Regions from separate parts of the Zea mays genome. Here region 1 is linked to region 2. The links are chromatin contacts, called in public Hi-C maps. All regions are on one chromosome and are shown on one strand. Each heading gives the region's core, a stretch centred on a gene start, on an enhancer-like site or on the middle of the called end of the contact. The rest is flanking DNA. Distances are from core to core; before and after follow the strand shown. Region 1 holds the start of LOC100285383. Region 2 has its middle 140 kb from the start of LOC100285383.

What was found. A called contact is a pair of places that touch in the nucleus more often than the background predicts.
Region 1: a Hi-C map of leaf shows a contact between it and region 2, with 1.9 times the contacts expected there. The contact joins the promoter of LOC100285383 here to the enhancer-like site in region 2. A contact is called at or near these places in 4 of 25 Hi-C or Micro-C datasets (ear, leaf and tassel).

What each region holds. Positions count from the first base shown.
Region 1 is chr2:71,453,985-71,458,538 of Zm-B73-REFERENCE-NAM-5.0, reverse strand. LOC100285383 reads left to right here and starts at 3,066. Exons shown (of 5, transcript NM_001372212.1): 1 at 3,066-3,262; 2 at 3,354-3,615; 3 at 4,218-4,429; 4 at 4,544-4,554. The coding sequence starts at 3,254.
Region 2 is chr2:71,316,475-71,321,576 of Zm-B73-REFERENCE-NAM-5.0, reverse strand. No RefSeq gene overlaps it. Among protein-coding and RNA genes, the nearest start is that of LOC100285383, 140 kb to the left of the region's middle. Within about 2 kb of position 3,321, at least 12 of the 20 cell types and tissues checked have an H3K27ac peak or open chromatin away from gene starts, as enhancers often do. A contact at or near this core is called in ear, leaf and tassel, where this site is marked.

The sequences.
Region 1 (4,554 bases), core at 1,817-4,316, 140 kb before region 2:
CCCCATTGTTACACAGATGATGCTTAGGTCGTCCAATTTGATCTAAATAATTAGCTATTACTACTACTATCATTCCAAATTACATTACATGCAAGATATATTATTTTTAAGACGTATCACCTGCCGTTTAGTCATTATTTAGGCTTAACAGATTCTTAAACGGGCTACATGGTTAATTAAATAGGCTAAAATTAAACAGAAACATACCACCTTGCAGCATTTACATGGTATCTAAACCTGTTAAACGAGCATTTAGATAAACAATATTATTTAGACATAGTGTGTATATTTAAATGTACAACAAAAATTAATATATATCTAAAAAACAAAATATCTTAGAATTTTAAAATATAATGAGTAATAATTAACTCTTTTGGTCTAAATAGACCTAGTTAATAGTATAGCTGATTGTTAGCTAAACATTCAGCTAACGACTACTCCCTTCCTCCGTCCAAATGAATTAGTCATTTTAGATTTGTCCTAAGTCAATCAATACCAACTTTGACCGGTTATATATACTAGATGTTTCATAAGATTTTACAATATAAAAGTAAAAAACTAAATTCATCATGACTTGAACTATCATAATATGTAATTCTTTTAGTTTAAAAAATATTTAATATTATATATATTATTGATTAAAGTTGATAATAATTGACTTAGGACAACCCAAAACGACTAAATCATGTGAATGTAGGGAGTATTTTATTAGTTGGACCAAAACAGCTAATAGCAATTAATATGAGCTATAGGCTAGCTAACTAACAACTAATAGATCTAAACAAGAGCTCACTTCAAGGCAAAATATCGTGCTATTTATATTGCACCTATTTCAACTTCTTTCTTTAGCCTATTTGGAATATAGAAATCTTAAGTAAGTATCATATACAAATTTCACAAAAAAAATCAATTAAGGGCAACTTGAATCCTTTTGTTGCATTGAAAACAAATCAACTTAATATACTAGACTATTTGATCTAGAATTTGATATTCCATAACTTTTCAAAGTTCACATATAGGCATATCTTAAATCCACAAGTTAACAGGGACCGATTGATTCTATAGATCACCAATGCCATATATTTTTTTTTTACTATGTGCTCCCTCCATCCCATAAAATAAAGGCATGCATGTTTTCGAAAACTCGACATTTTAAAACTTTGACCAACAAATCAGCAAAAAAACATATATTTGTAATGTATGCATGTTATAAACTTGAATTTGTATCCAAAAATATTTTAATATGACCCTCAACTTGTATTTGTCATATTTTAAAAAATTAATGACGAAAGTTTAGCTCTAAAGATTTTGTCAAAAAATACATAAACCTTATTTTATGGAATGGAGGGAGTAACTTTTAGCACGCTCTTTGATTCCCTCTCATACATGAGAAATACAAGATATAAGATTATCTCCTTCGTATAGTCAACCATAATATATATAAATATATTTTATAAAAATTATATTAGTTTAATGATTATTTATCTAAATTATAATTAATGGAATGGATTTCAACTCTAAGAATCTAAACAGGGCCTTAAACTTAAGTTTTATAGCAAAGAGTGTAGGAGGAGAGGGGAAAAAACTCGAAATCCTCCAAGCACGGTAAATATTTACCGGGTCACGTCAAATCAGAAGGCGGTACATGCACGCTGTTAACTTGACTAGTAGTACGGCTACACGATGGTTAGACTTTAATTACTCGAAATACGATAAAATAGAATCAGGCTGTTGCCGTTCTCCACAAGATCGGTCAAACAACAAAGCTGAAAAACTTTTAGCCCCGCCCTTTGGGTCTACTGCAAGTAAGCCATATTATAGGACAAAACTATATATAACGCTGGATCCGTATGCTGCTAGTTTGGAACAGTAGAAATCGATACGAATTAAAGTAGAAATCGATACGAATTAAACTCAAGCGAATATCTTGAAACTAAGCTATCTGTATTGTATCGATCTCCTTATTTTGGCTGCACGAGCACGATGCACACGCATGCATGCATGGCGGACAGCTGGGTAGGGATATGTGTGCTGAGTCATGCATGCGTGTAGTCCTAGCGGAGCACTAGAAAAGTCTAGAACAGATACAGAAACTGAAGCTTTTGTTAATAAATAAATACATTGATAATACAGTGTGTGGCAAGAAAGCTAATGACTTGATGATGCACCAAGCCTCTCAGAGAAAAAAAAAGGAAACACAGAAAGGCACTTTTGAGTACGGGCCGGGGCGAGCGAACTAGTAGATGCGTCAGCAAAGCTCCTCGGCCTCGCCCTGGGCGAAGATGAGATGAGATACATTGCAAAGGCACTTTGAGAAACGCACGTATATACTTACATGCCAAGAAACCCTCTCTCTTTCCCTCTCTTTTTGTTTATTTGTAGATTTGTGTCACCCAACGGATGCTTTGCTTGCGGCCCGTGCATGGCATGGCACTATGGCAGTGTGCAAGTTGAAGTAAAAAAAATATATATATGGTCACCAACGTACATCGTACAAACATGTAGTACCAACAAATTTAATTTATTATTATTACTAGTATAATTATAGTTGTAGTAAATCTGGAGTACTGGGTAAAAACACACAGTAAGTAATAATTTATTATTATTACATCGTCCAAAAAAGAATCTTTTCTTCCCTCTCGTTCTCCAAGCAGCAATAAAAAGGAACTTACCCACGCGCGCGCGGCGCGCTGCAGTATGTTTATTCACAGTTAGGGCTTTTCGGTTATTCCCAATACACATGGATTGGATGGGATTGGAAAAAATTGTGAAGAAGTTTGACTTGTTTGGGATTCAAACCCATCCAATCCCGCTCAATCCACATGGATTGAGAGCTAACCGAACAAGCTCTTAGTGATTTCTTACAGCCAGGTAGGTGTTCGTCTCGTCGGTGCCTGCTAGTAATTTCCAAGAGAGAGAGAGAGATGGAGTGAGAGGGAGGCAAGGGAGGAGAGACGCCGGAATCATTTCCATGCGGATCTCGCAGGCCGGCCTCGGTTAGCGGCGCCCACCCATTCCCCTCCCCGCTCGCTACATATAGGTGACCCATCCCATTATACATACCCACCGGCCGGCGTCACAGACACGCGAGCAGAGCACAGACACAGAGCACACAGCACAGAGGCAGCCACCACCACAGGCACTCACCCGCACCGCTCGGTCACCGAGGAGTGGAGGAGCTTTGCAGTCGCAGCAGCAGCAGTACAGTGTGTGAGTGTGAAGGGACTAGAGCAGGGCACACAGCGCAGGCCGCATGGGCGAGGTGAGTTTGGCCGTCGGGAACGGACGCCGCTTCGACGGTGCTCAGGTCGGTCATCCTGACGGACGGTGACGGTGGTGGCCTTGCATTGCAGGCGGAGGTGGAGAAGCCCAAGGAGGCGGCAGAGGAGGAGAAGAAGAAGGAAGACAAGCCCATGGACGCCACGGCGGCGGCGGAGGACAAGCCCAAGGACGCCGCGGCGGCGGAGGACAAGCCCAAGGACGGGGAGGAGAAGAAGGACGACGCGCCCCCTCCCCCCCCGCCGCCGCCGCCGCCCGAGGAGGTCGAGATGCGGGTCTACATGCACTGCGAGGGATGCGCCCGCAAGGTCAAGAAGATCCTCAAGCGCTTCGACGGTAATAAATGCTCTGCCCTCTGCCTGTCCTCAAACTCCGCTGCTACTGCTAGCCTCCTCCTCCTTTGCTTTCTCAGTTTCTTCTCATTGCGGTAACACGTAGTATCTGTACGCTGATCGGTTCTCTCTCTCTCTTTAAAAAAAGAGAAAGAGAAAGAAAGGAAAAAGAATTCCAGATTTAGTATACTTGCTTCGGGGGTTATTCTTGCTGCGGTTCATGGATGGGTTTGAAGGCAGGGGGTGGGGGATTCATGCAATGGTAGCAATTGCACACGAACCCATCCAGGCTCCCTGACTAGAGAGAGATCCCTCCGCCGAGATGGCTCGACAAAAGGGCAGGGCAGGGGCAGGGCGCAGGGGCAGGGGCAGGGGCAGGCTGGTAGTATGACGGCCTGCTCGACCAAGCGTACGTCATTCTCTCAGAGGTCAGAGCCCCCAGAAAAAAAAGTGAAGCCGATTCATTCCTCAGCCAGTCAGCCATGCGTGTGTAGGAGACTAGGAGTATGCTTTGCTGCAGATGATTCTCGAACAATGTTCTAAGCTAGCTACGCAACGGCGGCTTGCCCATGCGTGTGCTGAACTGAAGCGGGAAATTGCACGCAGGAGTGGAGGACGTGGTCGCCGACTCCAAGTCGCACAAGGTGGTGGTGAAGGGGAAGAAGGCGGCCGCCGACCCCATGAGGGTGGTGGAGCGCGTGCAGAAGAAGACCGGCCGCAAGGTGGAGTTGCTGTCGCCGATCCCGCCGCCAACGCCGCCGGAGGAGAAGAAGGCAGAGGAGGAGCCCGAGCCGCCAAAGCCGGAGGAGAAGAAGGAGGTGAACCCAGACCGTACCACTACCAATGAGACGCATACTTGTCCTCCCATCAACAATCTTGCTCCCCTTTGCTGATGTGAGAATGTTTTTTTTTCTTTTTTTTCTCCCTGTAAGCCGCCGGTGAT
Region 2 (5,102 bases), core at 2,072-4,571:
ATTAGGTGCCTAAACTCTGTTTTAGTGTCCTTTTAGTCTAATCAGATGTGAACTGACGTGGCCTCGCCACCATGTTCTCCACGCGGTACGACCTTGCCAAATGGCCGCCTCCTTGTCCTCGTCGTGTCACGCTCCGACGATGTCGTGCCACGAGGATGAAACGATGGCAAGGCCATGTCAGCTAAGAAAGTCTTGTGCATAGACGATTGAACTAAAATGACACTATAACAAAGTTTAGGGGGCCTAAGGCCTATTTGGTTCTACACCTAAGATGCCAAAAATTGTCACACATTACATGCCATATTTACCCAATTGCATGCCATATTTACCCAAGGTTAGACGCTCAAATTATGCGCCACGGTTTGCCACGCCTAAGGAAATCTTGCCACACTTTTGCAAGTTATTGACAGGTTGGACCTACGCAGCAGGAGAAAAATATTGCCACAAATGTGGCTACAAACCAAAACTTAGATCTAACTTAATTAAACTTATCTAACTTTAGGCATGGTAAACTGTGAAAAATGAGGCAGCGAACCAAATAAGTCTGGCTGTTCTGAGAGTTTAGATACCGGTTTGACACATTCGAATAAGTTTAGGTACTAGCAGCGTATTTTACTTTAATTTATTTATTCAAAACTGAGGTTGTATACCGTGTTAACGAAGAAAGAATGACGAGGGAGACACGATGCGGTGGAGCACGGGAGGATCAGTAGAGTGCACGCGTGTGTCGGTGTGCGTACAGGTGGTTGCGTGGAATTCCGCGAAATAATTGGGCACACGGCGATCGAGCAGTGTGACGATGACTGTTAGGATTGGGATCGAGGCATTAGGAACAGCGACGGAGATTGCGAGATCTTGCCGACTTGATGGCCACCCCGCCCGATCGTCGACACGTCTCCTCTCGTCCATCACTGCAGGCTAGTCGGTTGCCGGTTTGCCCGTTGTAACGGCTCATAGCAATACCCATATAAACTATCCATTAAAAAGGTTTCAAGATTTTTTATTAATTATTTCCGTTCTCCATATAATATTTTTTTATTTGACAAAATGATATTGTTGTTTACTCCATCCAATATGTACAACGCGAACAATGAAGGAGGCGATTAGAAGAGAGTTCACAACAACTAAATGAATGAACAAAGATTATAGAATGACATAATCTCACCATACAGAGACCAAATAAGAAGAAGTTTGTGAGTTCAAGTTTCTAAAATAAGTCACATAAACTCAAACTTATAAAAAGATAGATCAAAATATGGAGTGGTTGCTAGACTGGATGCGCTCTATACAAATTATTACACTTCGTAGCAATTACTAATGTTTGAAACCAACAAATAACCTTTCCTTTTACTGTTAGTGTGACAAATTATTGTTGCTCCATCCAATTCATCAACCTCAAACACCATAGAGTCCATTGCGCCAATGTGGTCTCAGAAACGCCGTAATGCTTGCAAGAGCTAAGAACACAAGAGACGAGCAACATGTGATAGTGCCCGCATGGATCTCCAAATCCTAACAAATATTTTGCAGGATCCATGAGACATCATCAGAAGAACACAAACCATGTATAGACAATAAATAAAGTATTAACACAATGAAATTATGTTCAGTCCTTAGCACAACAAAAAAACTAATACCCAAAACAACAAAGGAACAACACAATAATTTTTGCAATGATAGAAGGATGGGTGACAGGTACATAGAATCAGTAGAAGCATACCGAGTCGACATCGTGGTAAGGAAAAGACCATGTAGACAGGCGATGTCGAGCTATTGAACAGGTACCATAGGCAGCAAATCAGTGACCCACATCCCTCGTCTCCCCGCTTCCAAGGTTTCGTAGAGCAGGAAGGGAAGGGAAGAGGTGGGCATACCTGTTCGTTGCCGAAGAAGGACACGACGAAGACCTGGACATCTAGAGGCGACATAGGTAGTATACTGCTAGATACATATAGGGAGAGAGCATGCAAGCGGAGAAAGAAGTCCAGCTGGAGTAGCTTCAAACCGAGAGGCACCCGCACCAGGCATCGGTCCAAGAAGGGCGAGATAATGCGAGTGCCTTCCTAGCCCTGGACCCGCCGAGGCGACACAACACCAGCACCAACTCCGTAGCATATGCCGACTACTGCCGTGCTACAGGTCTTGGTTGTCCAATATCTCAGACCTAGACTCCTCATCGTCAAGATAACCTAAGCGTGGCAGGCGCCACCGTGTACTCCTCGGCGGCACACATGAAGAAAGGCCAGGAGCAAGACCGACTCGCCCCGTACCCGCGTCGAAGAGCATCGGTCGGCTCACGGCTGCGATCGTGGACAGGGGCAGTAGGTTGGGGACGAAGAATAGGGCGAAGGCCGGGAACACGAATGAGACGTCCGACGATGGCGAAAGCGATGGTGCGCGCATACTGTGAAACGTCCTCGTGGACGTGCAATAGCCACTGCGGGGGTCGGTGTCGGGGCTTGTGTTGGACGAATACGGGGAGGAGACTCCTGCTCCCACGCCCTCTGCCGAGAATGGGGTGGCGCGAAGGCGGAGGCATGAGGGAGGAGAGAGAAAAGAAAAACAGGATGACGAACGAGGTGGCGACAACTAAGTTGAGGACAATCATTATCGTACGGAGATATAGATGACCAAATGGTCGTGTATGACGGGCTGGCTCGAGACACGACACATTTAATAGTGCCTGGGCCAGCCTGACACGAGCGTCGTGCCGTGCTTGGACTGTAGCCTCGGCCCGTAGTGCTGGCCCGGCCCGACACGATTATATTTTTTATTTCACAAAAAAACATATATAAATATGTAAAATCTATATTCAATATTAAAAACATCTAATCATGATGTTATACTGGTTAGACGGCTTCACCCAGTGTCTCTCGCACTTCTTCTATCACGGTGTGAGTTTGAACCCCACCTCAACGAAATGGCTCGACGAGCTAACGTGTCGGCCCGGCACAGTCAGCAGGCCGGCAAGCCGTGTCTGGGCCAGAGCTGTGGCCCGCGGGCGTCAGGGTCCGTGCCGGTCACCGTTTGACCATCTATATGCAGAGGTGTGTTTTAGGACGTAGAGGACAGACATGGGGTAGATTAATTTAAAATAGATGTAGAAGTTATTTGTAAAAGAATAACACGACAGGAACGTTGAAACTTATACTAGTCCCAACCTAGATTCCTCGACCGTGCGACCGTGCATACGGAGACACATGACCTCATTGCGAATCGATCTGCAGGCAGTAGCATAGCAGTAACGTACACGTACAGTACAGGCATGCATGCACATGCACGCCTTTCCCTGTTTCCTCGCTCTCCTCGACGCGGGCAGCAGTACGTCTGGACTCTGGAGTACTTACGTGCAGACGTGCAGTGTGGCCGGGCCGGCTGGCCTCTCTGTCACACTCCCACTAGCTCACAGACTGACTGAGAGGCAGCGATAATGGCCAGTGCCCATGTCATCTTCTTCACTCCTTGACCCTTGTAGTGCTGCAGAAAAGAAAAGGATTCCTGCCGAAAACTACGGGACCTCACGGTCACGGGCTCACGTACGTACGGTTCATGAAAGCTCCATCCATCTCATCAGGATCGGAGCTCGCTCTAGCTTTGGAACAACAACAGAGCAAGTTGAACCAAGTTTGTTACCTTCTCGTTGGCCGGAGAGCGCTCAGGAACAGTAGGGCCCAACTTTAATTTCACCATGTTTCATCTTGTCCATATGCACGAATACGATTCTTGCGCGCGGATCAAAGGTTTCCAGGTATATTGAGCAAGCAAGCGCTACCATGCATGCAACGGGCTCCTCTCTCCGACGGGAAAAAAATATTTCTACAGTAGAGATGGCATTTTTAATTTTTTTCCATTTTCCTTTTATTCGTGAAATTTCATTTCAATTTATAGTCAGATTTATTTGGTAATTTAAGATTTTTTTTTGCAATGCTTATTATAATAAATAAAGCTATAGAAGTGCTATTCTTGAAATTTAAATTCATTTGCTAAATTTATATGAGGTAGTGGAGCTAGAGCAAAAAGAAAACACATGCAATATAACAAAATGACATCAGATATGTTAGCGTCTGGGGAATAACATATCTTCGGTACTATGGCAATACGTCTTCGGAAGATCTGCCAGTAGAAGAAAGAGTGGTCTTGGCTGATACTAGCATGCCAACTCTCGCTAAGTCTAACGCCCTCTAGACCACAGGACCAGATCCTAGGACCCTACAGGTCAGGGACCAAACTCCCTGCTTGGCCAAGTGTGCTAGGATCCCTACAAACTAGGGCAGCATATAACCAGATTCCTCAGACATCCCTTATGACGTCCGTGGAGCAGGATGTTCCGGAACAGTACGATATCATGCCACATGGGCCTCTAATAAAAAATTGCTACATGGTGCAGGGAAATCAAGATAAGGCTTTAGTTCATCATGCTAAATGTGATGGATGATGTTACGATCAAGAAAGTACAATGGTGCCATGACTAAGGTCGTAGATGTATCCATGACCATTGTATGGTGTGTACTGTTGTCATTGTAGACACGCATGGACATGCTAGTATACCCACAAGCATTATAAAGTGTAGACATCTACACTATTTACCAACTACGTCATACTCAACGACGTGGACTCCAATATCTGCCACTATGACAGGATGTATCTATCACTGCAGTAAGACGTGCTCAACATTGTTGCACAATAGAGACATGCATTGTATATGGTTCCACGTCTGCGATAAGATATGAGTAGATGAACCTTGATTGGATAAGATCCACTATCCAAGATGCATGTAACCCTCTCCTCCCATGTGGTATAAAAGGGAGTAGAGCAACATAGAAAGGGGTTCGATCTAGAGTCAATTCAACTTCCCAAGCTTGTCCAAACTAAGGGGTCATAATCAGAGGTGAACTAGAGGCTAGTTAATCTAGAAATCTCACCATGGCCAAAAGGAAAGGAAGAGATAGTTGGTCATTAGGCTCGACCTACAACTGAGCATGTAATGTTCTTCACTTTATCTTCATCAATCTGTCATACACTAAAAGAATATAAAGTAGTACACTTGTGTGCATGAACCTCTATAAATCATTTTTGTGTCAGTAGCCATAGTTGTACCTTAA